5 separate regions of the Mus musculus genome follow, and all the other regions are linked to region 1. The links are chromatin contacts, called in public Hi-C and promoter capture Hi-C maps. All regions are on one chromosome and are shown on one strand. The core of a region is the stretch at or near the end of the contact, and the rest is flanking DNA. Distances in the headings are between cores, read along the strand shown.

Region 1 (6,052 bases), core at 2,634-5,133:
CCTCAAGCTGGGCAGTGGTGGTGCACGCCTTTAATCTCAGCACTTGGGAGGCAGAGGCAGGCGGATTTCTGAGTTCCAGGCCAGCCTGGTCTACAGAGTGAGTTCCCGGACAGCCAGGGCTACACAGAAAAACCCTGTCTCAAAAAACAAACAAACAAACAAACAAAAAACAAAACCAGACTAGAACGTCAGAGCCTACTCTACCTAGGTATCAGAAAGTAAATACTACGTATGGCATAAAAACAAATTATTTGCTAGACAAGAAATGATCAAGTGGGTAAATGAAGGAAAGAAAACATATCATTATCACCATTTTAGAGTGGCCAGAAATTTAGCATGTAGTCCAGGCTGGCTTCAAACTCAGAGAGATCCTTCTACCATGGCTTTCCACATACTGGGATTACAGTCATAAGCCACTACACCTAGCCTAACAATCTAACTGTAACAGCAGAAGGGCAAATCCTATGAAGATAATGTATCTTAATGGACCAACACACCATAATACTGATGAGGAGGACAGAAAGACGAAAACCCAGGTTTTACATATTTGCACTGCTCTTAATTCTCCTCTCTAACGTCCCACAAACTTTGGAGTAAAACGGAATGAATGGATGACAGTGTCTCATGAAAACTAGAAGTATGATTCCATCCAGCAGAGGGCACAAGTAGCGTGGGACCAGAGTCTGGATGCTAATCCCTTACTCTGCCCCTCCTGGCAACTTTACCCTTCAAAAACAGGGGCACAGTGAGGACTAAATCACATCTTCAGACTACTTATCAAACAGTATTCTCTTTTTAAATGATGTAAAAATTCAGTATTTACTGAAGAGTATATCTACATCATTTGTCCAGGCAATAATCCAAGGCTTTGCTTTCTTCAGTTATTTGAAGAACTACTCTTAATTTAGGGAATCATGCATGGTAACCTTTTTTTTTTTTTTAAAACATCCTGCATTCTTCCAATAAAGTACTTCCTGAAGTTTGTAATGTACTATAAAATGATCTAAGGATTAAATGAATGTCTGAACTTTCAACTTTAAGAACCATAAAGGGTAAAGCTTCTCTCCTGGATATTGCTTGCCCGTCACTATTATTCATGTTGGCCTCTACAAACTGGCCCCTTAAAAGACAAGAGCCTTTTCTTGCCTGGGGGTGTGAAGGTTGGAAGTGCTCTTTTAAACTGGAAAGTTAAGATAACATGTATCTGCAAGATAACAATGTTCAGTGTAGATCTCTTGCAGCTATGGGTCAGATTAACAGAGTGACTGGCTGACTGGCGGTGTTCTAGCCCACTACAGAGAAACAGCTCTGTGATCTACCTAAGCATTACAAAGCATTAAAAATGTACAGCAGTGCATTCACATTACATTAGTGAAGCTAAAGTTAGCACAAAGCATATCATTTCTTCAAATAAATGAAATATAACCTTGGTACATTAAAAATTCAGTTCTGTAAAACATCTTTAAATGAGAGAAGGATAAAATAATTGACAACCAAACATAAGTTTTAAAACCTTGAATCCAGCTTCCAAGCAAAAAGCATAAAATTATTCCAGACAAAGAGAGGAAAGAGGAGAGAGGCATCAGGGTAATAGTGCTAAAACTGTGAGCTGAGCCTATGGTTCAGGAAAAAAAATACCAAAACCAAAAATCAGAAAGAACACCTAACCTTAATAAATCAGTCTTCTAAGAATAAGTAGGCCAAAATAATGATCAACAATAATGATTCCAGATGTGACTGAAAGCTACCATTTTTTATATACCTACAAGCTAACAAGCACTGTAAGGTACAACATAAAATGATGTCATGCAATCACTGATCCTATGAGGTCAGTATTGCCACTTTATGGATGAAGAGCCTCAGAGAAATGAAGGAACTTAAGGCTCACAACTCCTAAGTGAGAGAGCCTGAATTCAATCACAGGTCTGTGTAATTCCAAAGCACAAGATCTTCCCACTTGTATCTCAAGAATAAAAATACAACATCAGCCTTAAAAATATTCTTAAAACACTCAAAATTAACATCACCGGCCATTTGATCTCTCTGGAACTCACAATGGCTCAAACTGGGAGTTAAGAGGGCAGGGACTATAGTAAAAAACAGTGGTCATCTGAGGAAGAGTGGGTGGAAACAGAACCAGGGCTCACTCAAGGATGAAGCGCTCCCCCTTCACTCTGCCAGGGCAGAAATCCGCCATATCCACACACCAGGAAAACATCTGTCAACCCACTACCTTCATCTCAAGACTGCAGACACCTTTGGCTCATTTGAAAATGTAGTGGTTTTTAAAGACTTTTTCTTAACATAGGAAGAAATCCGAAGAGAAAGTAGTTCCAAAGTATCTCTAACCAACTAACAATCCATCTTCATTGTTCTGTGTCACCGCCATTATTCAATTTCCCACTACTTCTTTTTTCCCTGTAACTTGCCACTTCCCTACCTGCCTTCTCCCCCAAACTGCAGAAACTCATGTCCTATCCGGGCCCATACTTTGTCCAAGAGCAAGCTAATCTCTCCCACATCTTGATAGTTTTACCCACTCTTTAGCTTTTCAAACAGAAAAAATTTCAGTCCCCCACCCCCCAAATTCTAACCTTCCCCATTCACTCCCAGATCTTCTACCCATCTTCCTCACATCCCAGACTCTCCCGTGCCCCTCAAAAGACTCAACCCCGCCTCCACCTGTCTTCTAGCGACCCGTCTCCAGCCCCCATCCTTCTCTCCCTCCTCACGAGTCTTCCTCTCACCATCGAGGTTCCTCTTAGCACCCTAGTCTCCCCATCTCTTTCCCGGTTTTGCGTCCTCAACCTTCAGATTCCCCTTTCTTCACGCCTCACTATCTCCAACTTCCCAATCCACGGCCTCAACTAGTTTCTTCCCTGCCCCCCCCCGCCCCACCCCTCCCCCTATTCCAACCCTAGCTCCTTCCCTTGGTGCACTCCTCAACCCCTTTTCTTTCCCCCTTTCCCGGCACTCCCACCCAAGCTTCTCCCCAAGTCCACCTAAGCTAAATCCGCTCCCTCTCCCGCCCAGAACCCTAAATTCTCACACACCCTCAGTCTAACCCGGGACGCCGCGGACCCCACCCTTAAGCCCACCTCAGGCACCCCTACCTCTTCATCCTCCCACCCCTCCCACCGCGAGCTCTACCTCGTCCCTAGGGCCTTTCCCCTCCCCCAGCCCCTCACACTCCGCCCCCGCACCCACGCGCTGCCTGAGGCTCGGCGAGCGGCCCGGCCCGCGGCCGCCACCTACCTGTGCCCCTGCCCGGGGCAGCGAGCGGCTGCACCTCACTGGCGGCTCCTTCCTCCACTGAGCGGCTGACCGGGAAGCGGCTCGGCAACCTAGGCCACAAAGCCCGTGAGGGTGGGACACACACAGAGGGTGGCAAGAGGGAGGGGCTGGGGGCGACCTGGCGCCGCGGGACTGAGGTACCAGCAGGGAGGGGTGGGGGGGGAAAAGAACTCGGCTGGGTAGGCGCGCGTGCGCGGGGCCGGCATGAGGGGCGTGGTCTGATCTGGAGTGGGCGGGGCATGTGGCGGGGCGGGGCCGGGAGTGGGTTGGGACAGCCGAGCTGAGAAAGCCGGGCGGTCGCAGGAAGGGTGAAAGGGGCGGGGCGGGGCCGTGCGTGTGCGTGCCCGCGCGAGGGCATGTCCCCCGAGATCTCTTGGAGGCCCCCCCACCTCCCCGAGGCAATGCAATGTAAAGGTAGTCCTGAGGAAAGACGCGCAAGTGAGGTGGCGCTTCTAGGCGGAGCCCCTGCCAGGAGAGGGCGGGGCGGGGCTGCGCAGGGCGCGCGCCTGGGAACTCCTCTGAGGCTGAGGCGGGGCGGGAGCGAAGCGAAGCGAGGCGGGGCGGGGCCAGGGCCGGGCGGGGCGTGACGGGCGGGGATCGCGAGCGGACCCGGTCCTTTCGCGGAGCTACCCAAGGCCCAGGCGAGCGGGTCCGTGCAGCACGGTGGGCGGGCACCGAAGAGGTGGGAGCCCGGTGGCGAGGCCGGCGGAGGGTTGCGGGCGGGAAGGAACCGGTTGTGAGGAGACGCGCGGCGGGTGACCGCGGGTGGAGCAGCGATGTCGCTGGGAGAGAACAGAGTGATTAGGGCCTGGCCTCTCTCTAGGCCCCCCTCCCCAAGAACTTTTAGTGCCCTGAAATGATGCTTTGACCCTCAGAAGGAAGAACAATTACAAATGACAGTTAATATGCCAAACGTAACACATTATCAGCACGGTCCAACCTCAAACAGGAATAATATTTAAAGTCAATGTGGGTGCATTTACGTTATTTGAAATTATTTGAGTCTTGGAGGTGAGAGGACTGTGTCCGGGCTGCCATTATGGGAGAAAGAGAATGACCGGTTTTAAATTTACACCAGAGCTACCAGTGGATGCTGTAGGAAAGGATTTGGGGCAGGCAGATGTAAGAGCACACAGACCCAAAGGTGCTGGTCAAGGAGAAAATCAACCCAGGACGTGACCCAGAGGTTTTCTGAAAGAAGTACCAGAAAGGGCTACACTGTATATTTAAAGAGAAAATCAATGGCCCTGGGAAAGGGTAGGGAATCCACCGTCCCTGTCTGTAAAACCCAGAAGGATGGATGGTGTCCTAGAGCCTACTACCACTTTGGTAGAGAGTCCCTGAGGGTATTCATCCTCGCTTAGATCAAGCATTGCCTCTCAAACCTCCATCTTGGAGCTGTGTGGAAACATGTCTGCTGGGTGGTTTTATGGGTTTCTTGGGATTGGTTTGCCTCTTTCTCATTAACTGCAACAAAACCTTAATGAAAGCCAAATCTCTGCCCCTGGTTTTAAAGAACAGATATTGGTAGTTCAGGTATATTCATTTTTTATTAAAGTGCTTTATATTCACTGTATTAAAGTGCTTGTTTGCTTTTTCCTTAGATCATTTAAGAATAAGGTAAAAAAAAACCTGAAAATTTGAAGAGAACACACTGTATCTTATTCATCTACTATATACATAGATATGAGAACATTTCCCTAGATGGTAACTCTTTTATTTATTTTGGTTTTTTGAGAGCAGGTCTATTCTAGCCCAGGAAAACCTTAAACTCACTTCTAATCCTCCAGCCTTGACCTACACAGTATATGGGGCATCACCCCTGACTTGTAATTTTTTTGAAAATGTATTATGCTCCCTTATACATTATTTATCCACATGAGATATATATCCTGTATTTACCTGTTTTGAGACATTCACACCAATTTTGATAGTAAAACTAGAAAATATAAAAACACCACAATTTTGTCAACCTTTTGCAGGGGATGTACATCTTTAATGTATGCATAACTGGAGGGGGCACTGGAAGTTTTAAAAAATGTTTATTACATTTATTCATTTGGAGGAGCATGCTTATGAGTTGGTTTTTTTTTTTTTTAATCTGCCCCGAACAGTATGGACCTTAATCATGTCTTTGAGAGGTTCTGAACTGAGCACCGTACTCTAGGTGTGAATCACATTGTTAGCACCCAGCCACTAGTTGTGTGTGTGTGTGTGTGTGTGTGTGTGTGTGTGTGTGATCAGCTTGCTGTATCAGCATTATAAGTGCCTGGGCCCTTAGTACCCGTGGACCCCTTACTGATGGAATGTGCTACCTCTTTAACTTCTTAAGTTGCGTTTTTATTGGCTGTTGGGTATCAGGCCTGGGGCCCATGCCTGCCCAGTGTCACTTTCCCATTGTCTACACCTTCAGCCTAACTTTTAGTAAATCTAAAATAATACTTTTTTTTTTTTTAAATAACACTTTTAAATTTTACCTTTGGGCCAGTCTTGTCTTAGTCTTGTCTTATGTTGATTTTTGTCATGGACTAAACAAGTTAAATTTTAATACATCTAGATCAAGGGTCATAAAAGGCCAAACAATATTTTAGGCTTTATAGTCTGTGACAGCTACTCAGTTCTGCCATACAAAGGCAGCCATAGACAATATGTAAATTGATGGATATAACCTTGTGCCAATGAAACTGTTCTATCTTGTTCACTTTCTCTCCCTTTCTTTTTGCCTCTCTCCCTCTCCTTCATTGAACCCAGGGTCATG
Region 2 (6,052 bases), core at 1,510-4,009, 910 kb after region 1:
GTTTCTTTCCTCATTATTACTTCCATTTGAAACAATCTTTTATCTTCAAATGAAACAGATTTGCTACTGGACAATTCGAAGAATTTCTTTACTTTTTCAACCTTATTTAACAAAAATACATTTCATATTTGTAATATTTATATTTCCTTTTATGTGATGATTTCTTTCTGTTTTGTCTTTAGAAAACCTTTCTTTCTCTCTTTCTTACTTACTTCCCTTCTTTCTTTTTTTCTTTAGATTTTAGAGACATGGTTTCTCTGTGTAGCTCTGTCCTGGAACTCACTCTGTAGACCAAGCTGGCCTCGAACTCAGAGATATACTTGCTTCTGCCTCCCAAGTACTGGGATTAAAGGTGTGCGCCACCACCACTGGGAAACATTTCTCTTAATGAAATAACTATATTCCAATGAAAACCCTGGATGCTGTACTGGAGCCATTGTGAACAGTCTTTGGTACATTTCTTTATTTTCTTCAGATTGGGGATGGGAGCAAGATACTTCTGTCTCCCTGCTGTCACCGTGGTTACATAAGTCTTTTACTGTGAAATTAGTCCTTGTCTTAACTGAAATCAAGTTGAATTCCAAGAACAACAGAACCTACCAAGACCACCCTCAGAGGAGGGCAAGGCTGTGTACTAGAGCACACCCATTGTCTCTTAGCAGCTGATTCACCCCCCTCCCCCCAAGCAACAGGGATTCTTTTGAACTTTTTGAAGAACCATAAGAGTGATCAATCAGTTAGCATGGTGGCACATACCTTTAATCCCAGCACTTGGGAGGCAGAGGTAGGCTAGTTTCTGAGTTCGAGGCCAGCCTGGTCTACATCATGAGTTAACTTACATAGGTCCCGTGATGACTAAAGAGACTGATACAGAGCCAGGCATCCCTTAAGGACTGTTTACCTTTTGCTCTGGAATGCCTTAGAGATTCCAGTGACCTTCAGGTGTGATAAGAAAAAGAAAGTGGAGTCATAAGGTGGTGGCCCACGCCCTTAAAACCTACCCTTGGGAGGCAGAGGAGGATCTCCAGGTTCAAGGCCACTGATCTACAGAGTGAAAGTCAGGACAGCCAGGGCGACACAGAGAAACCCTGTCTTGAAAAGCCAAACCAAACGGAAAGAACAGGATAATGGACTGTGAGGCATTAACAAACTGCCTTTGCTTCTGTAAAGTCTGCTTAGCATTGTGGGAGAGGGGTGAAATGCCTTTTGTTACTATGTATCAGGAAGGAAGGATTTTCCCATGCAGCTCTGAGGTCCAGGGATCTTTGTAATGCATACTTTTCTGATGTCTGCCCTTAGAACCTCCCTAACCTCCACTTCTGCAAGGCACACATTGTTGGCACTAAGAACTGCCAGTCCTTCTGACTAGCACTAGAAACAAACTCATCGAATTTGAATGTGAATTGGGTCTAGAGCTTGTAACTCTTGCACGTACCCTTAATCGATATCCAGCTCCCACGTGATGGCTCACAAATGTCTGTAACTCCAGTTTCAGATGACACCTCTATGGCTCTGTGGGCTCCAGGCTAACTTGTGGTACACATGCACACATAGGCAAAGCACTCATGCACAAAAAATACAAATAATTTTTTTAGATTAAAAGACTTTAAAAAATTGAGTCAGGGTCTGATTAAATAACCCTGGCTGCCTTTAAGTCACAGCAATCTGCCTGTCTTTCCAGTTAAAAAAGCAAAGACTGTCTGCCCTCTCTCTGTCACTGGAAACCAGGCACACAAGTGGTACACAGGCAAACCCTTCACACAACATAAAGATAGACAAAGTCATCTTGTCTGATATTCACATAGCCATTCCTGGTCTGCAAGAATTCTCTCTCTCCTCTGACTCTGTCTCTGTCTCTCTCTGTCTGTCTCTCTCTCTGTCTCTGTCCTCTCTCTCTGTCTCTCTCTCTCTCTCTGTGTGTCTCTCTCTGTGTCTCTCTCTGCCTCTCTCTCTCTCTCTCTCTCTGACAGCGTCTCAGTGGAGCTCCCTGGCTGACCCAAAAATCAATATGTAGACTAGGCTAGCTTTGAACACAGAAATCTGCCCGAGATCTGGGATTAAAGTCATAGCACCCAGCTTCTTCTTCAGTTTGCTAAACGTGGGATTCTTGACAAACAGGGTTTTGGGTCTTTTTGTTTTTTGTTTTTCCTTTTAGCAGTTTGAAAATAGATTGTATAGTTTGCTGTGTTATTTCGTTTTGTCTGCCACAGGGTGGTCTTCAGATCACTGCGTAGCTACGAATGATCTCTGGCTGTTTGTGGTTCTGTTTGACGGAGACACTCTTCTCCCGCTGCTCCTACACATACGAAAATCAGTGGCTTGAGTTTTACTATTAGATGGCCTGACAAAGCACCCATATCTTGACTGTTCACCCCAGATGCTTGGTTGATTTACCCTGGATTGCCCTTCTTTCCTCTGCAAAGGAAGGCTAGGTGGCCGGTGGAGGACAGAAACTGGCAGTTCATAACTGTGAGCCAAAGTTCTTAGTTAAACTGGGAGGGGCCAGACGCGATCTTACAGCCTCTAGGACAGCAGACCTTGTCAGTGGGTGCAGACCACCCCACAGTGACTGATGAAATGACATGATCTGAGGGTACACGTGAAGAAAGTGCACACAACACATTCAGTTTTGGACACCACCTTCCTAGCCGTGCATTCGGATTAAATCTGCAGCATTCCCAGATTTCACGAAGGAGCTGAACTTGGGGTCTGCAGGCTCGCGGACCGCCGCACCTTTCTCTCCGCCCGTAGGTGGAGCCCTTGGCGAGGCCTCGCCCGCCCCGGAACTACGATTTTCCAGCTCTGCCGAGGAGGTCCCGTTCTCCGCGCCACCTTGCCGGCCTGCTCCCCGATGCTACGCGTACTGCCCCGCGCGCTGCGCCTCCCGTGCTCCTGGAGGTTCTCGGGGGCCCGGGACTGCGCCTCTCACGCGACGACCAGGACACCCGAAATCCAAGTGCAGGCTCTGACAGGTCCCAACCAAGGTAAAGTTGTGTGCTGAGACCCAACACATGGGAAGACTGAGGCGGGAGAGCAGGAGGATTGGATCTCAGGGCTCCCAGGGTAGAAGGGGAGCTCCCCAAACTCTCTAGAGGCCCGGGGAGGTGTGGAGCCGAGAGGAGAGCTGGGAGCAGGGCTGTGCGCCAGGAGATCAGGACAACAGTGCTAGCCAGGACTTTTCCCTCTAGAGCCTTGGCAATGATCGGGGACGGGGGTGGGGGGTGGGGGTGGCGGCGGAGCAAATCTGGCTGGACCTGAGGGGACAACCAGAGAGGGAGGGACGGTCCACAGGGTCCACGGACACACAGGGAAACTTCACAACCATCGGCGGCAGCAAGGTCTTTTATTGTACAAAAATACGCTGTGAAGCGTGGGTATGTTTGTTTGGACCTCAGGTGCGTTAGCTGGGTGCGGATCCTTCTCCAATGTAACCTCATCCCATCTCCGTTCCCATGTTGGATATTGTATTGTTCCTGTCTCTTCCTGTTCTTCTGTTTTATTTGTCTCCCCCTCCCCAAAAACAAAAACAAAAACAAAAACAAAAAACAAAACAGGGTTTCTCTGTGTAACAGCCCTGGCTGTCCTGGGGTTCACTCTGTAGACCAGGCTGGCCCTGAACTTCAGAGATTCACTTGCCTCTGCCTCCCAAGTACTGGGATTAGTGGTGTGTGTCACCACTGTCCCGCTTATTTACTTTTTTTTTTTTTTAAGAGTTATTTATTTATTTATTTATTTATTTTGAGACAGGGTTTCTCTGTGTAGCCCTGGCTGTCCTGGAACTCACTCTGTAGACCAGGCTGGCCTCGAACACAGAAATTCGCCTGCCTCTGACTCCCAAGTCCAAGTGCTAGGATTAAAGGCATACGCCACCACGACTGGCTTATTTATTTATTTCATGTATGTCGGTACACTGTCTCTTGTTTTCAGACCCACCAGAAGAGGGCATCGGATCCTATTACAGATGGTTGTGACCCACCATGTGGTTGCTGGGAAATGAACTCAGGACCTCTGGAAGAGCAGTCAGTGCTCTTAACCTCTGAGCCATCTCTCCAGCCCCTTATTTACTATTTTTATTACTGAATGTGAGTGGTTACATTTGCCACTGGGCACATTTTTTAAAAGGTCATTTCTTATCTCCTTTGCTGGCCTCTCTGTCTGTGCATCACATGAGTGCCTGTGGAGGCTGGAAGAGGTGTTCTTACCCCAGAACTGGAGTGACAGAGGGTTGTGAACGGCCATATGAGATCTGGGACTTGAACCCAGATTCTCTGGAAGAGCAGCCTGTGTTCTTATCTGTGGAGCCATCTTTCCAGCCTCCACTTGGAGGTCTTGCTGGCCTCTCGAATCAATTTTCACTTGCACAGATGGCATTGCACTGGGCTTTTTATAGCATCTCTTCAAGGCCTGCACCAAATTTCAAAGAGCTGTTTTTCTGAATAAATCTAAACCACCACCTTCCTGCTGATGGATACATCACCCTCTGTGGTGCACATCGGGTTTTTTTTTTTTTTTTTCTGGTTTTTCGAGACAGGGTTTCTCTGTATAGCCCTGGCTGTCCTGGAACTCACTTTGTAGACTCAGAAATCTGCCTGTCTCTGCCTCGGGATGCTGGGATCCAAGGTGTGCGCCACCACACCCTGCTGCACATCATTTTCGGCAGACAGGAAGTACTACCAGTGTCTCACGGAAAGCAGAATAGACAGATAGGGAAAGTTATGGGAATATAGGAAGAGAAAGGATTCCCCCACCCTGGAGTCTGGTTAAAGCCTTTGGGCGAGAGAGAATGAAGAATCGCATCCTGGGGCTTGGCGTGGAGACACACACTTTAATGCCAGCACTTGGGAGTCAGAGGCAGGTGGATCTCCAATTGTACAAGGCCAGCCTGGTTAACATAGCAGGTTTTTGGCCAGCCAGGGCTACCTGCTGAGAACTTGTGTTTAATAATAATAATAATAATAATAATAATAATAATAATAATAAAGCCTGTGCTTAACAACAATAACCATATTACACATGAAATGCCAAGACAGCTTGGGGGGAAAGCCCTTGCCACCAAACCTGACAAGATCCAAGCTTAATCCAGAGTAAAAAACAAAGACCAAGCTCACTCAAGTTGGCTTCCTATTACCCCCCCCCCCACACACACACTTACAGACACACACACTTACAGACACACACACAATAGATAGTATGTAAGTAAATGTAATTTTTGTTTGTTTTCTCGTTGGGTTCTTTGTTTTTTTTTTGAGACAGGGTTTCTTTGTGTATCCTTGGCTGTCCTGGAATTTGGTATGTAAACCAGGCTGGCCTGGAACCTGGAGATTCCCCTACCTCTGCCTCCTCAGTGCTGGGATTAAAGGCATCATTTAATAAATGAGTTCCAATGTAATTAACAACACGTGTCTTTCACCCTTCCCAGTAGTAACCCTGCGATTTTCTAGTAAGGCCTTATGCCTGCTAGCCAAGAGGGGCAGTCAGAGGAGGGCTTTGCTGAGGAGCTTGCAAACCTGGTCACAGGGAAAATAGGTGAAGTTTCCAGCTGGCATAGCCTGAGACAGCTCTGATTAGAGAAGATCCGCAGCAGAAACTGGTGGCTTTGGCAGCAGCTGTGGTTACGTCAGTTCATGCTGGAGTGGCATTTCCCCACAGTGATCCTGAGGTGGACTGTTCAGAACAACTGGACCTATCCTGAAGTCAGTCTGCTGGCAACTTCTGGCTCCCCAGAAGTAAACTCGTAAGCAGGGAGCCGACTAGCCCTCTCCCAGGCATGAGAGATTTCTACAAAGCCAGGAACATGCATTTTGGGTGTTAACGTGATAGGATAACGTGAAGGTTCCGAATCTTCATTATGTGGGTCCCAGGAATGAACTTAAATTGTCAGGCTTGGCAGAGACACCCCTGAGATTCAAAAGATTGGATCTCTTCCAAGGCTACACAGTGTAACCCTGTCTTGAAAACCAAAACAAACAAAAAATAAAAACAACAACAAAAGATTGGACCTCTTACTGCTGACATAACCACATAACCGGGTAAGCCCAGTACTTGGTTGGTA
Region 3 (6,052 bases), core at 1,022-3,521, 600 kb after region 1:
GTATGTGCTGGTTTCGGCATGTTTGGTCTCACCTTCTGTGCCCCTGGTGATCTAGTCCTTCAAGACTCAACCACAAAGGCTTCTCCCACTCTGCAGAATGGTGCAGTCTCCATTTCCCTGCTGCCGTAGCTTCCACACTGCATTGTACCTGCCTGCAAGCTTCTTCCCCCACTAACTGAGCTCCTCCAGGCCAGAAACTAGCTGGTTCAGTCCGTGTCTCTACCCTGGTGACTTAAGGAATGTGTTGAGTGGAGATTAGTCGAGTTCCTCTAGAACCCACTGCCGTGGCCCAGAGAGAAGACAAAGGGGAGGGTTGCAGAGGCAGCTCCACGTGGGCCCATGGGTGGAGCATCTGCCCATGGCCAGCCCTGCTTTCTCCTAAGCGCCCACATGGACAAGGCCAGCATCCCGGACGAGCAGGTGGTCCTCATTGATGAGCAGCTGCACTCCCCGGAGGGCCTGGCGGTGGACTGGGTCCATAAGCACATCTACTGGACAGACTCAGGCAATAAGACCATCTCAGTGGCCACAACCGATGGACGCCGCCGCTGTACTCTCTTCAGCCGTGAGCTCAGTGAGCCCCGAGCCATTGCCGTTGACCCCCTGCGAGGGTGAGTAGCCCCACAGAAACCTTCCATTCCACCAGCACAGGGGCTCAGTTCTCATGTGTCTGTTATGAGAGCTGTCAAAGGTTCTACAAGTCTGTGGGGCTTCTAGACAGACACAGGGAAGGAAGTCCAAGCGGCCCACATCCTATTTGTCCTCAGCCAAGGGATCGGGCATTAGTCACCAGAGATCACCCTGAACTCTTTGGCTCCTTCACTGTATCGCTGAAATGGCGTGTCTTGGAATGCTACAGGACTAGAGATCCCTGGAAGCTTCAGAGGTAGAGGCCATCGGTATCTGGCAGCTGCTTAATCATTTTAGGGGACAGAGAACTCATTCCTTTTCATAGTTCCTATTTCATTGTGGGGTGCCTACCCATTACACAGTGGTGTTTTTCCTCATAATCGCAAATCTGTCTCCCTATAACTTCCCCCAGTGGGAGTTACATAAGCACTCAGTACAACCAGAAAGATTGAAGGATGCAGGTCCCTGGGGCTGCTCTGTTCCTAGCTCCTCATCTTTCCCCAGCCCCACCCTTGTTGCCCCTTGTGAGCCCCTTTAACCTAGGCTACTTTACTCTGGCCACACCTGGGTGGGGGCTTAGGACCTCCCTTAGTGGAAATGTTCCTTCTTCCTTCCTCATGAAAGGGTGAATTAGCAACAGTGAGCTGCTGTGATCCTTAGTAGAAATGCGGGTCCAGGAGCAGGGACCTGGGTTAGGATGGTCTTTTAGTTTCGTCTCTGTAATCGGGAGAGCTGTGTAAGGGCCCTTCCCACACAGATGCTCTAGGGTTCTGGTTAGAGCCACCCAGTGAGAGCCGAGCTCACAGGCCGTTCAGCTGAGACTGCGTGGATTATGGGCAAGTTGAGCTTCCCCAGGCTCTCATGAGATGAAGGTTAAAGTGCCTGTTTTAAGATTTGATAGTTCCAAAAAATTTCAGAAGTTTGCCCATTAAATATAATTCCTAACTGTTCAGTGGATCGCTGAGCCTTTGCGACTAAGACTACTCCAACTATCCCAAACAAGAAGCTAATTTGGGCTCTTCTGCCTTTCAGGTTCATGTACTGGTCTGACTGGGGTTTCCAGGCAAAGATTGAGAAGGCTGGGCTCAATGGTGCAGACCGGCAAACACTGGTTTCAGACAACATTGAATGGCCCAATGGAATCACCCTGGGTGAGCCCTGCCTGTCTACGTGAGTCGGGGGCCTGCACTAGAAATGATCCTGACAGCTTAACATCGCCCCATGGTCTTGAGTCAGAGTCCCCTCGTGGTGGCCAGTGTCTTTGTTCCCTTAGGCTGGGAATTGTGGGTAGGGAGTGCAGTGGAGTGGAGAGGCAGCTGCAGTAACTGGTGTCTGACCTGATCCCTCCTCCCCAAGACTTGCTGAGCCAGCGTTTGTACTGGGTGGACTCCAAGCTGCACCAACTATCCAGCATTGACTTCAATGGAGGCAACAGAAAGATGCTGATCTTCTCCACTGACTTCCTGAGTCACCCTTTTGGGGTTGCTGTATTTGAGGTGAGCCCCATAGGGGGAGGCATGGCCCTATCGGGAAGCTGCAACCCAGAGAAGGCTTGTTCAAATAGGATGCTTCCAGACTTGTCCAAAGGGAAACAAAAGAACAGGGAAGCCAGCTGACAGGTTTGTATAGACTCCAAGAGCAGCCTCCACGGAGGGCCAGCTGCCCAGTCTGCCTGGCAGCCTTTGCTGTGCTCTTCCCGAGAGCCTCGTTCAGATAATGTCACAGAAGCAATTCACTTCTTCTCCACATGCCCAGCATCTAGCGCTGTATCTCACATACGGAAGGAGGCAGGGAGAATGGAAGATGCATGTCCTTAGAATCATTTATTGTAGGGCACACCCTGAGAGATGCTATGCACTTAGGCTCATTTTTGTTGACCTTTGCTAAGTCCTGGCTGGGGTGGTAGAAGTAAACTAGACCCTACCCAAGCCCTCGGGAAGCTCCCAAGAAGGAAAAGAATCACAAAGCCCATCTGCTCTGACCTTAACATCTTTTCTTTTTGGGAAATAAGGAAGCCAGAACCTACCAAAGTTTCTTACACACAGACTAACCCTGCCATCAAGGGAAGGCAGAGTAAGGAGGTGGTGGTCTGTGGTGGGAAATTGGCAGTCTTTTCTTAGAGCAGCTTCATTCAGTACTGTTTGAACTTGAGTGCAGAGTATCTCCTCTAAATCTAGCCCCTGCTTCAAGTCTATGTATGTGTACGTGAGCATCTCCCTGGCATGTGTAAAGTATGTGTATGTGCATGAGTTTGCACACATGCACCAGAGTAAACACGTATGTTCCTGTGTGTGCTTTTATGTGTATGTACACTGAAAGGTATTTCCTTCAGCATGAGTATGTCTTTAGGAGTCTAGATGGACTTGTGCGGGTGTGTCTGGATCTGTGGACAAGATGCATGGCTGCACCTGCAATTGTGGATTGCCTACAGATGCGTGTCTAGTCTTCTATGGACTAACCATATAGACTTGTGTGTTCCTCCCAGAAGGCTCAACAGCAACTAGCCCTCAGGATCTCACACATTCCTTCTGATCTTAGTCCCAAGCCGCAGGAATGGTGCCAGCTGTAGACATCCAACCTTGGTTTTCTTTTGGCTCCAGGAAGTAAGCCTAGCTCAGCAACTCAGAGTCATCACGTAATCATCTAAGACAAGGGAGCGAGGAGACTTTGCTTCACTGTTAGAGGCAGAGTCCTCTGAAAACCTGTGGGCAGGGTAGATAGCGCTGAGACCCTGATTTGGGGCTAGGGATGGAGTTTGGATTCTGGCCTTCCTGTCCTTTACATCTGTATTCCACAGGACAAGGTATTCTGGACAGACCTGGAGAATGAGGCCATTTTCAGCGCAAATCGGCTCAATGGCCTGGAAATCGCCATCCTGGCCGAGAACCTCAATAACCCACATGACATTGTAATCTTCCACGAGCTGAAGCAGCCAAAGGGTAAGTCAGTCTTCCCCGGTTCCCACCGCCTGTGTCCTCTCCTGCCACTCATCCAGCATCCCCAGGAATACAGTGACCCCTCTTGTTGTTGAACGTGTTGCTGTATTTTGTCTCACTTCTGCTTCAGCCTCGGTGTGAAGCAAGGCTAGGAACAAATAATCCCGTAAGTGTCCTAGCCTTGCCACCACTGTAACAGGTACTTACTGTATATCTCACTGAACAGCCGAGGAAACTGAAATTGGAGAGAGAAAACAAAAATATAAACTCAGTCTACCTGATTGCCAAGCTCCTCTGTGACACATCAGTGCGCGCTCACTTCTTGCACCCATTTTATAGTACTATGAAATCATGTGACTCAAGGCCTCACAGTTAGCCAGGTGGCTTACTGGAAATGGTCGAATAATCATACTGCAGGGCTGTCTCATCGGCTGTCACAACCAACTGTAATGGGGGTTGGTTGCCAGGGTAACAGAGACAACAAAGAGGGGCAAGAAGATAAGATTGGTGCCTGATTCTAGTTCTAGAGATTTAAAGCAGAAAGTCACGACAGCGCCAGGCATTGGTGGTGCATGCCTTTAATCCCAGCATTCAGGAGGCAGAGGCAGGTGGATCTCCAAGTTCGAGGCCAGCCTGGTCTACAGAGTGAGTTCCAGGACAGCCAGAACTACACAGAGAAACCCTGTCTTGAAATCCCCCCCCTCCCCACCCAAAAGAAAGAAAGAAAGAAAGAAAGAAAGAAAGAAAGAAAGAAAGAAAGAAAGAAAGAAAGAAAGAAAGAAAGAAAAAGAAAGCCATGACAGCAGGTACACAGAGGAGGAACAAACAAGGCAAGCACAGTGGGGGAGAGGGTAGTTTTAGTTTGGGAATTGATGTACCTCAATTAAAGTCTGCCTCCAAAATTCCTAGCGTTGTAATGTGTACATATATTCTCTGAGCGTAGGCTTCTCTGTCAGTTGGGACCGTAATACCCACTTCTCAGAACTGTAACAATGAATGAGGGGGGACAATAAAGTCCCAAGTACTATGCTGGTATGTCCCCAAATAAAAGTAGGGAAAGACTTTTGAGCAAGTCCAGTTGGTGGGATCTCATTATTGGTAGACAAGAGGACCTGGTGAGGCCTGTCAATCTCCCAACACGCTGTCTGTCTGCCCCTCCCCCTGCCATTAGCTGCAGATGCCTGTGACCTGAGTGCCCAGCCCAACGGCGGCTGTGAATACCTGTGCCTTCCTGCTCCTCAAATCTCCAGCCACTCCCCCAAGTACACGTGTGCCTGTCCTGACACGATGTGGCTGGGCCCAGACATGAAGAGATGCTACCGAGGTTAGTGACAGACGCTGTCCTGGCCTCCCAGGACACAGTATGCTCCAGATTTCCTCCGTCTTCCCTGGTTGCCTCTCACGTTTGCACTTTCGTCTTATTTACACTAACTTGAATGCATGAGTCACGGCACCTTCTAAGGCTTTCCCATTTCCCAGAAAAGTGCAAAGTGCATAAAATATTTTAAATTCAACTTTCAGGAAGTTTCTGGAATCCCTTGAAAACCTCAAGTTAGTGGGCCTGGAGAAGGCTCCGTGGCTGAGAGCACTTGTTGCTCTTGCAGAGGACCCTGGTTCAGTGCCTAGCACCTATATGCTGGCTTGCAGCCATCCTTAATATGCTGGCTTGCAGCCACCCTTAACTCCAATTCCAGAAGTTCCAACCTTGATTCCCTCTGCTGACTTCTGAGAACACCACGGGAGCTCATGGTGCACAGGCAAAACGCCCATAGATATAAAGTAAACCAATCTTTTTAAAAAGTAAAAAATAAAATAAAGGAAATTCATGTAAAGAGCCCTCACTCTCCGCTGACCATCTTTTGCAGATAACCATTCTTAGCTAGACCCAGCACACTGCATAGACGCCCTGAGTGCAGTTGTCACTCATGTGCAATAGCACTTTATCTTCAGCAAGGGGATTTGTTTCCCAGTCTCCGTGCACAGCCAAGGCCTTGGGGTTGAGCATTAAGTCTGTTTGCATCCCTTTATAATGTCCAGAGTCAGCTGTTTGATGTGTTTAAACCTAGTGATGTGACTGTGGATTAGGATAAAATGCCTCTGGATTTGTGTTTCTGCTCCCTCTAGTCTTACAGAGGCCTCTTCCACAGTGTTTCTACAGCACTGTTCCACTGGCTCGGCTTCATCACATCAAAGTGAAGTGCTAGGACTCAGCTGGAGAGTGTTTAGGGGGTGGGGGGAAGTCTCACAAAAGTGTCATCTGAGCTAAGCCCAGAGGACGTGCGTGTCCCTACATGTAACTCAGCAGCAATAATTTAGGCACTAAAGCAACAACATGCTCCGTGTACGTAACCTCCCTGCTCTCTCCCCTCCAGCACCTCAGTCTACCTCAACTACAACCTTAGCCTCTGCCATGACAAGGACAGTACCTGCTACCACAAGAGCTCCTGGGACAACCATCCACGACCCTACCTACCAGAACCATAGCA
Region 4 (6,052 bases), core at 966-3,465, 570 kb after region 1:
TGAAGATCCAGGAATGTTACAGTGTAATCTTTCCTCAGCTTGAGTTGTAGCAGCAGATGGCCCTTGCCTGCTTCTTGGCAAGGTAAGGGGTGGGGCCCCTGTTAGGTGCATCCCCTCACCCTAAGTCCTGCTGCCTCCCTTGGCCTATGGCTGGGCCATGCCTGAGACATTTGGAACAAATCCAGGTCTTGGGTGCCTAGGATTTTTTTTTAATTAATTAGAGCATTAAATGGTAGCCCAATGGGAGAATCCCACCATCTGGCTGTCACAGGAGAGGCAGGCAAATCTCTGCATATTTGTCTGTAGTGTGTGAGCATCACAGGAAGCCACCTGTGCGTGTGTGGGTATGCAGCCCGTGTGCTGCAGTGTGTACACAGTGTGGCTTGGTGTGTGTGGGGCACACATGCGAGTATAAGCGGCTGAGTGTATCTCTGCGCATGCATGCTCATCTGCATGTGTGTGCACTGCCATGCCCGAGGACCTCCATGTCTATTTCAACATACTTCCCTGTGTGTGGTCTAGGTCCAGGCCTGGCTGGAGAGCAACATGAGACAGGCTGGGCTGTGTGCCCAGCGGCCTCTTGAGCCTTCCTGGCAGAGGTAGTGATCACAGACTGTCTGGGCAGAAGGCAAGATGGAGCTAGGTTTGGCAGGTATGCACTGGCATTGGGAAGGAGGCAGGAATCCTTGTGCTGTGTTTGACAGATGGGGAAACCCAGGCCGATCCAAGCACAGAGCCAGGATGGAGGGACAGGACTGGAGCCCAGTCTCTGGACTCCCTGTAGTGGTTTTATCTGTTCCCCCAGGCTATTGCCCTGTCCGGTAATTTATGCCTTAGGCATCTTTTATGCTGTTAGAGTTTCACGGTGGCTCAGAGAGGCTCTTGAAAGAGTACTCCTCTTTATTTCACAGGACTGACCAGGATCAAGCTCTGAATTCCCACTGTAGCCCCTTCCTTAGAGGAAGTACCCTGAGCTGCTGGAGAGCACTGGACCTAGTAGGTCTACTCATTCGTTGTGTGATGTAGGCCATCTTGTCCCTCTCTGAACTTCAGGAGAGCTGTAAGAACTAAGTAATGACTGGACAGGTTGCTCGTTAGAAGAGTGCTAACCTAGCATGCGCGAGGCCCAGGGTTCAATCCCTAGCACTGCATGATATCAGGCATGATAGCAAAAGTAGGAGGAGGGTCAGAAGTTCATGACCGTCCTTGGCTACACAGTGAGCTTAAGGCCAGCCTGAGCGACAGAGTGATCTACTACCCTGTCTCCAAAATAAATGGATAGATGATAGATAGATAGTGTCGTTCAGTTTTAGAGCATGCGTGAGGCCTTAGGTTCATTTCTCAGCACCAAGTCAAGCGAGGATCTATATGTAATAGGCTTTGTATACCTTAAGGAGCAGTGTGGTGGCCATCACTCCATGGTCAGGGCCAAGTCTCACATTCCTCATCTAAGAGTACATTATATATACCAGGCAAGTAGCCTGCATGAGGTCACATAGGGGCAGAGGCAGGATTTAAGCTCTGGGACCTCTAACCTGCTCCTGGCAGGAGGAAGACCACAGCAGGCAGTAGACGAGACTCTCCCAAACGTCCATGCCCAGAGGAACTGGCTACTTGGAGGGGAGTGAATTTGTTCTGTAGTGCAAGCAATGATTGCATGATAGGTGGCTTCACCTCCATGCAAGCCATAGAGGGGTGGTTTACTGGGGAGCAGGCTGGCTCAAGGCAGTTGGTATCTTTAGCTTGTATAAGGAGCGAGAGTTGTGAGATGTGGTCCAGAGGCCTGTGAGCAGGGAGGCTGCCCCCGCCGCTTCCCCTCCCCCCTCCCCCTCCCCCAGAAGTCTTCCCTAACTTCAGAGTTCACCAGTACCTGGCAGGTGCCTGGCACACAGTAAGCACCCCCCTTCTGCTCCTGATTCTCTTGGCTTCCAGCAGTACAGACCTGAGACTCTCCTACGAGTAGGATGAGTGAAACTGGTCCTTGTGTGAGTTAGGTCTGGTTCTTCCTCCCAGCCCCGTGCTCTCAGAAATAAGATCCAGACTCAAAGTATAAATTGGCCATATAGCTAGGCTCTTCTCTGACTAGATCATAACTGTAATAATCCATTCTGCCACATGGCTGCTTACCTGGGCTCAGGCACCAAGTGTCCCCCTCGTCACATCTTCCCCTGTGAATCTTCCCGTGCCTGGCTCTATCCCAGAATTCTTTCTGCCTCCCGGATGTCCCACCTTCTCTTCTACCCTTTCCTATAGGCCATAGGTTTTTAAATTGACAGGTGATGCATCCATGCAATACACCAGATGTTCTCTCTGCAGCCCCTCCCGTATGCTACACCTAGCACTGAAGGTGCCGTAGAGGGAAGGACAAGGGGAGGCCTAGCAGCCTCTGCACCCAGCCCTCCCTGAGTGAACCTGGGGATCCCTCTACCCTAAGCACTTGCCAAGCAGATCAGTGGCTGCACGTGGGCTTGCCTCTCCTCTCCCACCCCCGCTTTGGCATCGCTGTCTCCAAGGTAACGGGGAATTTTCCCTCCCTCTCATCATTAGGGTGCCAGGGCAAACAAACAGCCCTAATCCAGATGAGCCTTGGGCCACAATCACACTCTTCTGGGGTTTTCTTTTTATTTCTAGCGATTTTGAGAAGCTTGGAGTAATTGGTATTCCGCACAGGTTAACAGGGGCACTGCCTCCGCAGTATTATGCCTTAATTTTCTTTATCACATAGCAAGTTGGAATGAATCACCCCGCTCCTGCCTTTTTCCCACCGAAACCTATTACCAGCCTGTCTGCTGGTTAAAGTCATTTCGTGGCAGCGCTTGGCTTCTTGCCACTGCCCTGGGAATCTTTCTGACCAGAGCCAAAGAACAAGGAGGGTGAAGAATCCATTTGTACAAAGCGGGGGTCTCCCGTTGAGAACTTACTTCCCTCCCTGTTCAGAAGGGACAGCTTTCAGCCTCTTGCCTGCGCAGACTGGCCATATGTCAGCGGTGGGAACGGGATTCCTGGGCCTGCGGTGGGGGAGGGGTGGCCATGCCTACTGCTCCTGGCACCTGGGTTAGATCCCATGACGAGAGTTTCTGGGCTTCTGCAGCTTGCTTGTGAGAGTCTTTGATGGCCGAGTGTCCCACGTTCTGACCCAGAGGGCCTGAGCAGTCTAGCTTGGGGTTTTGAGACTCTAAAATGTTTATTTTGGAACATGGAGAGTTGAATCTGTGGTTCTGTGGCTCCTTTTTGATTCTGAGATAGATAGAAAGATAGATGGATGGATGGATAAATGGATGGATTATAGATACATACATACATACATACATACATACATACATGCATACTGTGCTTACACAGGGTCTATCATTGAATGTTAAATACATTTGGCTAGGCTGGCTGGCCAGTAAGCTCTTGGGTTCTATTGTCTTCCCTTACCCTCCTAGGGTTATACGTGGCTTGTTTTTTTAATATGTGTTCTAGGGGAGCAGAATCAGGCCGTTCTGCTTACGCAGCAGGCGCTTTATCAGCCGAGCCACCTCCCAGTGCTCTTGCCTGATCTCTTCAGCTGCTCTTAGTTCTGTCGTGTTGGGTCCTGTGAGGGAGGAATTGCTTTGCTAAGCTTACCTTAGAAATGTCACCTCAGGTTGGCCCCAGCTTCTCTGGCATCGTCTCTCCGTTCATAAAGTTGAGGACTGAGCCAGGTTGCCTCCAAGGCCCAAGTTCCAGGTTTGTCCTGCCTGCCTGTCGTGCCCTGCGTGGCCTGGTCTCTGTCTAGCACTTCATGGGACCTGAGCCACACATGTCTCCTGTCCATCTGAGCCCTCAGCCATTCCAGAAGGAAGGCTGCCCAGCCCTCCCTGGAGTCCCAGAAGGAAGGCATTGATGGTGCCTCAAAGTCGCTTCGCCCCAAAATGTTAGCCCTGTGTTCTAGGTCAGGAAACCGAGGGACTGAGAGATGAATTCATCCATCATGGTACAGCTTCCTCCTGGGACCTTGTCTGTGTCACCAAGGCTGCACAGCTGTGGCTGGAGTCTCACTAAACACAAGAGATTTGGGTGAGAGAGAGAGCAAGAAAGGGGGGGAGCACGAGAGAGCACGAGAGAGCACTCACGCTCTATCACCACCCCTTTCTCTGAGGTCCAACTAAAGGCTTCCTCTTTAGGCAGCCCTCCCTCCCTGGCTCGGTGTCCATGCCCTAAAGCTGGCCAGAGAGGGCAAGTGAGTGTCCTCTTCCACCTTTGCATCTTTGGGGTGAGGGGATGGGGCAGTTTTACTATCTCTGGCTGGCCTTGAAATCCACCCACCTCTGACTCCTAAGGGCTGTGATGAAGGATGCATGCCCCTATGCCCAGCCTACCCCCTTGCCTCTAATTAAGACCCTTGTCTTGTCCCATTCTTGATTACGGACTTTGCTCTGGGGAGGTCCTTGTTACCTCAGCTTAGTACAGACTGGGTAGGAACGTCTGCCTTGATGTGTTCCTTTGAGCTCAGCTGACTTTTCCCCCTCATCTCTGTGTCCCCTTTGGTCCCCACCTCTGAGCCAAGCTCCTCAGTTGTCCCTGCATTCAGGGCCCATCGCTCCATCCCTTGGGCATCTACCTGAACCCTGGACTCAGCTGACCTTGCCACCCTAACAGACACTTGCCCTCCCTTCTGGAAGTTGGACATGCTGGCCCACAGCTGGAGAACTCCCCATCTGTCCCCTTCACTTTCACCTGTAGGCACCTGGAGCAAGCCCTTAAATTGGGCTCATGGGCAAACTGTGCATTTTCTCTTTTGATGACTACAGGAGGAGGAGACTGAACTACAGGGGGTAAGGGACCTATCCAGTGTACCACCCCGCCCAGAAGCCAGAGGCCACCTGGAGTAGTGCCCAGGTTTGCCTCAGCCCAGGCCTGGCTCTGTGGACCTCTCCAGTCCGCAGAGCTTTTCCACTGCACTGGACAGCTGAGGGTGTGCTTCTCTGGTTCCAGCTGGGGAAGGTGGTGAGCCATGTGTGTATCGCCGTGTGCTGAGCCTCTAGGATGGCTTACTCAGCCTGGTCCTGTCTGGTAGAGGCTCCTTAGTCTTTCCAGCGTGGAAGCTGTACACTGCGAGGCATACCTCTGTGTGGTGCTGATAGATGGTGAGCTGTGTGGAACTGCATGACCGGGCTTCCACTGTTCCCCTTGGAGCTGGCCTATGCACACTGCTGGGGCTGGGGGTGGGGGTGGGAAAAGCACCCCCTGAGGGGTGGCACTCCAGCAGGGATCCTCTGGGTTTTTGCTTTGTCAGGTGAGGGCACTGCCAGCCACCAGCACAGTGGTACCCAAGCCCTCCATCCTTCACTCCTTTGCACCCGGGAGTCCTTGGGCTTCTATGGCCTGGCTTCCTTGCCACTGGATGCCGAGTTCTGTTCTGGGAACTCTGGCCTTTCCATTGGCAGTTGATGGGGCCTTAAGCCTAAAGAAACCTGTGCAGGGACCCTCAGTATATTGGCAGTGGGGCTAGAATGCAATCTAGAACCTTCTAAACTGTGGCAGAGCTGCCTCTCCTCCTGTCAGAAGGCCTGTGGCAGGAAGAGCAGGTTCCTGAATGTAAGGGACCTGGCAGGCTTGGTGTGTGTGTTTGTGTGTGTGTGTGTGTGTGTGTGTGTGTGTGTGTGTGTGTAATAGAGAGAGAGACAGAGACAGACAGACAGAGAGGGAGACAGAGGGACAGAGAGCGACACAGAGACAGACAGACAGACAGACAGACAGACAGACAGACAGAGAACCACAGACTACAGACCCCTTAGAGCTTTCGGGTGGCCTGTCTGGGCTTAGGTAGGAAGGTTTCTGGTCAGAAGACACTGAAACAAGTCAGGTAACCTCTGCCCCAGTGGCAGTTGTGAAGTTGGAATCACGTAGGACCCTGGGCTAGAATCCCTGATCTAAAAGGATTTCCCAACCGTGCCTCCTGCACCCAAGAAGCTTCGACTTCGGGGATGCCCTGAGTTTGTTTCCTGGGACCTACAATTCTAGTGCCAGGTGGGCAGTCCACATTCCAGGACGGGGCTGATCTGATCCTTAAAGGACGGTGTTCATG
Region 5 (6,052 bases), core at 418-2,917, 530 kb before region 1:
ATTAAAAATTCACTTAAATTTTTAAAAAATCACTTAATATAAGCAACAGGGGAAACAGCAGACTCTTGAGGTCACTAACAAAGGACCTAGCACTCTCCACTTAGCGTCTCAGGAGGAGAAAGCACGTTGAAAAGCTTTCCAAGTAATAATGGCTGCAAATATTCCAAACAGAAGATATAAGCATCTAGATTCAGAAAGAGGGAGCAAACCTGGGGCAAGCCTAAAGAAGTTCATGCCAAAAAACACTAAAGACAATAACCAAAAGTGTTGCAGTTGTGTTATTTCTTTTTATGTTTGTCTAGTTGGTTTGATTGTTTTTTTGTTTTGTTTTGTTTTGTTTGGTTTGGTTTGTTTTGTTTTGAGACAGGGTTTCACAATGCAATCCAGGCTGCCTTTAAAACTGCTATGTAACCTAAATTGTCCTCAAAGTGGTGATCCCCCTGCCTGAGCAACTGAGAGCTAAGATTGAAAGTATGCATCACCAAGCCTAGACACCATTAAAAAGGAAAACATCTTACCAGCAACCAGACAGTATTACCTATGGATGACAGCAGTTTGATGGCAGGGAGGAGTCTGCACATGGGTGTCTGGGTCTCTTTTAGCAGGGCCTTCAGGCCACAGGCAAGTCCCTCCATCTCTCCAGCCCAGTCACCCCCTGCCCAGGTCTTGAACCCACTTTTCAGCCATTCTCAACATCTCTGGTGTCTCAGTGTGTTGGCTCCTCTCTTGCCACGGAACCTTTCAATGCCTTTCTCCTTCCCATGAGACCCCTCAGCTTCACCTTCAAGCCCTTCATCTACCTCAGACCTAACAGTCCCATTTCAGAGCAGCTTGATGACTCCCTCCCCAAGAAAATCCTCCCGAGATCCCAAATGCTGTTGAGGAACCCTCTTCCCGTGATCAACCCCTCTATATCAGTGGCTCTTTCTGTTGTCTTAGTCTCCATCCTAGAAAATGAAGTGGGTGTCTCTCTTACTACTCCTGTTTTTCTGTAACATAGAGCAGTGCCTGGCACAGAGCAGGTATTCAGAAAGCTTTCAGGAGGTAGAGTGAATGAATGAATGAATGAATGTTCTTCAAAATAGGTATCGCTGCCCTCATTAAATAGCACGTTAGTTGGGACTGTTCAGGGAGCTAGTGATTTGTGTAAAGTCTCCAGCAGATGGCTTCTCAACCGTCACTCCCCACCCCTGTAGCACCACAGGGATTTCTAGGGATCTCTTAGTGGGAAAAGCACCTTCCAGATTCTCACCCTATTCCCTCTGCCAATTGGGACACACCTTGCCTTCCACAAACGTCCATCCACACCCCATCCTTCCCTGGGTGAGCAGAGGAGCAGCTCTGGCCCCAGGTCCTCTGCACCCCGCCCCACCCCTGGTCTGTGGCATCCCCTCTGGCTCTTACTCTTCTCCCCCTCACCTTCCCTGTTTTCCCACACTCTGCTCTCAAGACAAAAAGGCTTTCTGTGAGCCTTGAGCTCCTGGTGTGTTACCTCCACCCGGGGCATCCACATGGCAACAGAAAATTCAACTTTAATCCAAAGGTATGAAGTAAGAACTGTGGACTTAGAGCCAGACAGGAGATTTTTACCTAGTGGGGGGGTTGGGGGTCTAGGTAGTAACTGCCTTGTGGAGGCCGTAAAGGCTGACCCTACCCTTGATACTGTCCCAAAACCACCCTTCCGCTTACCTGGGCTCCCCGCCCAGCCCAGGCCGGGCTTATAGTCTTTGTGAGGTCACCATGATCCGGAAGTCCCCCCAGCCAATAAGACTCCTGCTCCTGCCCACATAGTGCAGAGGAACAAAGGAGTCTTTAAAAAGAGAAAGATACATCTTTAGACTCCCACTACACTAAGGCACGACCTGACTCAAATGAAGGCTGATTCTCAGGGGGCCTTCAAAGAACCCCAGAACATCTCCTGTGACCTTATACCTCTGTTTATTTGGAGGATGACAAGTGCTTTGGAGCCAGGCAATCTGTGACAAGAAAGATCAAAAGCCAGGACACCAATGAACCCAAGTCCTTGATCTTTTTCCTGCCCCACCTTGCTTCATCCAAGGACTGATAATATGTGGAGCAGGGTGGGGTGGAGGACAGGGCCCGGAGATACATACCCTGTGTGACCTAGATTCTGTGGTAAGGACAGTAAGGTCCAGTGGCTATCTCTTCCAAGAACATGGCTTAAATTTTTTTTGTATGTTTTGGTGTTTTTTTTTTTTTTTTTTTTTTTTTTTTTGGAGACAGGGTTTCTCTGTGTATCTCTGGCTGTCCTGGAACTCACTCTGTAGACCAGGCTGGCCTCAAACTCAGAAATCTACCTGCCTCTGCTCCCCCAAGTGCTGGGATTAAATGTATGTGCCACTGCTGCCTGGCGGGAACATGGTTTTAATGATGAGCAGTCAGTAAATGATTAGGAAAAGATAGAAACATTTTGAAAGCACCAGTCACAAAATGAGAGTGACACTATGCACGCATGAGGTCCTGTTCTTGTTTGAACTCAAGTCAGTAAGCCTTGGTATTCTTAGATGTAAGACATCCTTTGTTCAGAGACAGGCTGTCCAAGGACTGGCCTCATCAGACTGGCTCAATGTCCCCAGCATCTTTAGCTCCCATTAGTGAATGATAGGCATGTTGTTTGTTTTTTTAACATTTATTTATTCTGTGTGTGCATGTGTGTGTGTATGCACATTATAATACCCATGACTCCAGTACATGGGTTCAGACTTGCTGAAACTCATTCTGTCTTCCACCAGATGGGTCCCAGGGTCATCGGGCTTGTGGCAGGTGCCTTTACCAGCTGAGCATCTCACAGGCTCTGCATCTCACCAGCTCCTGATTGGCATTCTGGAATGCTCTCCTGTCTGCCCTGGGCTCACCCTTCCTGCCCCTTCCTGCTCCTACCCACACCAGGGCCCAGCTCCTTTGTTCCCTTCTGTTGTTTCAGGACCTGGTGTCAGCCAGAATTTCTCCTCTCCCTCCTCCTTTCCCACAGCCTAGAAACACAACTAGGTTTTCTTTGGCCTTGAAAAGTCCTTCCTGGGACTGGAGAGGCAGCTCACTGCACTGATGACTGCTCTTCCTTCCAGAGGATCCGGGTTTGATTCCCAGCACCCATACAGTGGCTCACAATGATTGTAACTCTAATTCCAGAGAAACTGATGCCTGTCACTGGCTTCCTTGGGCACTAGTCACACACATAATACATAGACATAGCTGTGGAAAAAACACCTTCACACATATAATGATAAAGTTCTTCTTTATATACCTATAACCCCAACACTTGAGAGGCAGAGCTAGGAAGATTGTGAGTTCAAGGCCAGCTTGATCTATAAAGTGCATTTCTGTCCCTAGACACACAGACCTGTCATCCCAGCTACTCAGGAGGCTGAGACAGGAGGATTATGTGTTGAATGGGCTTCAAAAAAAGGCAAGGTCACCAGATGCCGTCTCACTGAGGTCACTTTAGCACTTAAGTGAGACGATGTCACACAAGGTAAAAGGAGCTGAGAGTTAAGTTCTATGGCAGAGAGCTTGCCTACCATCTGTGAGGCCCCAGATCCAATCCCACGAACTACAAAATAGAGAGGTCCTTCCCATCACGGTGCGGATGCTGTCACTGTGAGATCAGCCTCCTCTGCAACTTCCTTCCCACCCCTCACACAACAGACAGGTCCTCTGCTGTGACTGTGAAACACAGGAGACCCCAGGTGGAGCCAGACAAGAGACGCAGCTTCTGGCCACTGGGACCAAGGCAACCTGGTTTATGGCTATATATCATATCTAGTGCCTTCAATAAACTAGCACATAGCAGCCTCCCAGACATTCACCTTATGGAAAGCCTGTGCCTCTAATCAGAGACTACTCCTCTTTAAACCAATTAAAGTAAGGCATCTCCTTTATTTTGCACTGGGCATTAAGAAATATCTATTGGACCTGGAAAGATGGCTTGGCAGTTAGGAGCAACTTCTAGACGTCCTGAGTTCAATTCCCAGCAACCTCATGGTGGCTCACAAAGAAGACAGCTACAGTATACTTGTATAAATAAAATTTTTTTTAAAAGGAGAAATATCCCTTATTTCTGGGTATGATGGAGCATGCCTTTAATCCCAGTACTTGAGAGAAGAGCCAGGCAGGTCTCCGTGAGTTCAAGTCCATCCTGGTCTTCATAGTGAACTCCAGAGAGATACACACAGCAAAGGAGATAGGAGGGAGAGAAGTGGCTATGCTCCTGGCTCTGCCTCCTGGGTGCTGGGATTAAGGGTGTGTGCCCCCATGCCTGGTTCATTCTACCTCTGCGTCCTGGGTGCTGGGTTAAAGGCATGTGCCACCATGCCTGGCTCTTTTACTAGCCACTTACTATCAACCTCCTATACGGGTCTCAACATCTTCTTGACTTTTCCACGAAAATCTTAGAAAATATCACTTTGACACAGCTAGCCCCCCAACAGCTCTAACACTAAGAAGACCATCGGAGAGCCTCTACCCTGGACCTTACCATGTTCTAGCTTCACTGCGCTCTATAAATACGATGATACCCTTTCTGCCATTCCCAAAATCCATGCAGACTTTGATTTAGGGAAACTTGAACCCACGTTCCCAAGCCATGCTTACTCAGATTTGTCTTTGAATAAGTGGTTTCCTCTTCTTCATAGTTCTCGATGCAGCGGGAGGGAGCTTGCTCGCTTGCCAGGAGAAGCGTGTGACCTCTGAGCTGCTCCCCCGCCCTCCTTTTACTTTGTATTTTGGAACAAAGTCTAAGTTGCCTGGATTGGACCTGGACTCGCTCTGTAGCCCACACAGCCCATGAACCTGTGAACATGGATCTCAGCCTTCCTGGTAGCCACAGTTACAGGCTCTCACCACCAGGCTTAGCTTGTTAAAGCCTTCCATTTTTAATTTGTTTGCAAGCCTGGGAATTTATCCCAGAGCTTACTGCACACCAGACAAGTGATCTACCACTAAAATACAGCCCCAGAAATCCTTTTTTTTTTTTTTTTCTTATAGTAAAACGTGTCTTCGTGATCATAGGAGCCCCAGCCCTTGTCCAGGTTTCCAGCTGCTGTTCCTCAGGGCAGGCATGGTTCTCTTCCAGTCACCTATCTACTGGATTAAGGGAATTTATCTGACAATAAAGGCCTCAATCTCTCCCCACTGATGCCGGGACCCCTTCTTTGTGAGCCACCATGAGGTTGCTGGGAATTGAACTCAGGACGTCTAGAAGTTGCTCCTAACTGCCAAGCCATCTTTCCAGGTCCAATAGATATTTCTTAATGCCCAGTGCAAAATAAAGGAGATGCCTTACTTTAATTGGTTTAAAGAGGAGTAGTCTCTGATTAGAGGCACAGGCTTTCCATAAGGTGAATGTCTGGGAGGCTGCTATGTGCTAGTTTATTGAAGGCACTAGATATGATATATAGCCATAAACCAGGTTGCCTTGGTCCCAGTGGCCAGAAGCTGCGTCTCTTGTCTGGCTCCACCTGGGGTCTCCCCTTTACTGGCCCCGGAGTACAGAGATTCAAGGCATCTGCCACCAGCCCTGGTTTGGTTTTGTTCTTTGAGACAGGATTTCTCCATAGCCCAGGCTAACTCATGATCCTCCTGCCTCAGCCTTTGTACTATAGCATTAGATCCATGCAGAAGACTTAGCATACTGTGTTATGTCTGATGAATTCTTAATGAGGGTTCATATGACCAGGTGTAGATTTAGCACTTTGTGGGGCTGGGGATACGGCTCACTGAACAAAGCACTTGCTGTACAGACATGAAGACCTGAGGTCAAATCCTCAGCCCCCATGTAAGAGATGGACTGGCAAGACGGCCTGATGGTAATCCCAGCGCCGAGGAAGCAAAGAAAGATCCAGAACAAGATGACTAACTAGAGTCATCAAATCAACAAGCCATAGCTTCAAGTGAGAGACCCTACCTCAGTATGTAAGATGGAGAGACATCAAAGAAGATGTCAAATGTCAACCTCTGGTCACCACATACCACATACACATAGACATACACATATATAGACCATAGACCACATACATATACATACCACATGCAC

The links. Promoter capture Hi-C pulls out the DNA fragments that hold promoters and counts their contacts. A called contact is a pair of places that touch in the nucleus more often than the background predicts. Capture Hi-C pulls out chosen DNA fragments and counts their contacts.
Region 2: a promoter capture Hi-C map of embryonic stem cells shows a contact between it and region 1. The contact joins the promoter of Echdc2 here to the promoter of Hspb11 in region 1. A contact is called at or near these places in 2 of 39 promoter capture datasets (cranial neural crest and embryonic stem cells).
Region 3: a Hi-C map of cerebellum shows a contact between it and region 1, with 2.0 times the contacts expected there. The contact joins the enhancer-like site here to the promoter of Hspb11 in region 1. A contact is called at or near these places in 4 of 39 promoter capture datasets (the 3T3-L1 cell line, hippocampal neurons, maxillary cranial neural crest and 1 more), 2 of 484 Hi-C or Micro-C datasets (B cells and cerebellum), 5 of 115 datasets of contacts at active chromatin or transcription factors (astrocytes, embryonic forebrain, embryonic stem cells and 1 more) and 1 of 9 other capture datasets (embryonic stem cells).
Region 4: a promoter capture Hi-C map of hippocampal neurons shows a contact between it and region 1, with 2.6 times the contacts expected there. The contact joins the promoter of Lrp8os2 here to the promoter of Hspb11 in region 1. A contact is called at or near these places in 3 of 39 promoter capture datasets (cranial neural crest, hippocampal neurons and stem cell-derived epiblast-like cells) and 2 of 115 datasets of contacts at active chromatin or transcription factors (embryonic limb bud and forebrain).
Region 5: a contact with region 1 is called in a promoter capture Hi-C map of pancreatic islet. The contact joins the promoter of Mroh7 here to the promoter of Hspb11 in region 1. A contact is called at or near these places in 4 of 39 promoter capture datasets (cranial neural crest, embryonic stem cells, hippocampal neurons and 1 more), 2 of 115 datasets of contacts at active chromatin or transcription factors (embryonic forebrain and embryonic stem cells) and 3 of 9 other capture datasets (adipose tissue, embryonic stem cells and pancreatic islet).

Annotation. Positions count from the first base shown.
Region 1 is chr4:107,250,020-107,256,071 of GRCm38.p6, forward strand. Hspb11 (heat shock protein family B (small), member 11) reads left to right here and starts at 3,884. Exons shown (of 6, transcript NM_028394.3): 1 at 3,884-3,976. It overlaps Lrrc42 (leucine rich repeat containing 42), which reads right to left and starts at 3,514. Exons shown (of 8, transcript NM_029985.2): 1 at 3,256-3,514.
Region 2 is chr4:108,162,678-108,168,729 of GRCm38.p6, forward strand. It overlaps Echdc2 (enoyl Coenzyme A hydratase domain containing 2), which reads left to right and starts at 2,760. Exons shown (of 10, transcript NM_026728.4): 1 at 2,760-2,984. The coding sequence starts at 2,852.
Region 3 is chr4:107,855,195-107,861,246 of GRCm38.p6, forward strand. Lrp8 (low density lipoprotein receptor-related protein 8, apolipoprotein e receptor) reads left to right here. Exons shown (of 20, transcript NM_053073.3): 11 at 384-611; 12 at 1,663-1,781; 13 at 1,987-2,126; 14 at 3,428-3,569; 15 at 4,738-4,890; 16 at 5,939-6,052. Among named protein-coding and RNA genes, the nearest start is that of Magoh, 22 kb to the right of the region's middle. Within about 2 kb of position 2,272, at least 20 of the 459 cell types and tissues checked have an H3K27ac peak or open chromatin away from gene starts, as enhancers often do. A contact at or near this core is called in cerebellum, where this site is marked.
Region 4 is chr4:107,820,807-107,826,858 of GRCm38.p6, forward strand. Lrp8os2 (low density lipoprotein receptor-related protein 8, apolipoprotein e receptor, opposite strand 2) reads right to left here and starts at 2,216. Exons shown (of 2, transcript NR_151515.1): 1 at 2,128-2,216. All of the region lies in intron 2 of Lrp8 (low density lipoprotein receptor-related protein 8, apolipoprotein e receptor), which reads left to right.
Region 5 is chr4:106,726,263-106,732,314 of GRCm38.p6, forward strand. Mroh7 (maestro heat-like repeat family member 7) reads right to left here and starts at 1,668. Exons shown (of 24, transcript NM_001126487.1): 1 at 1,493-1,668.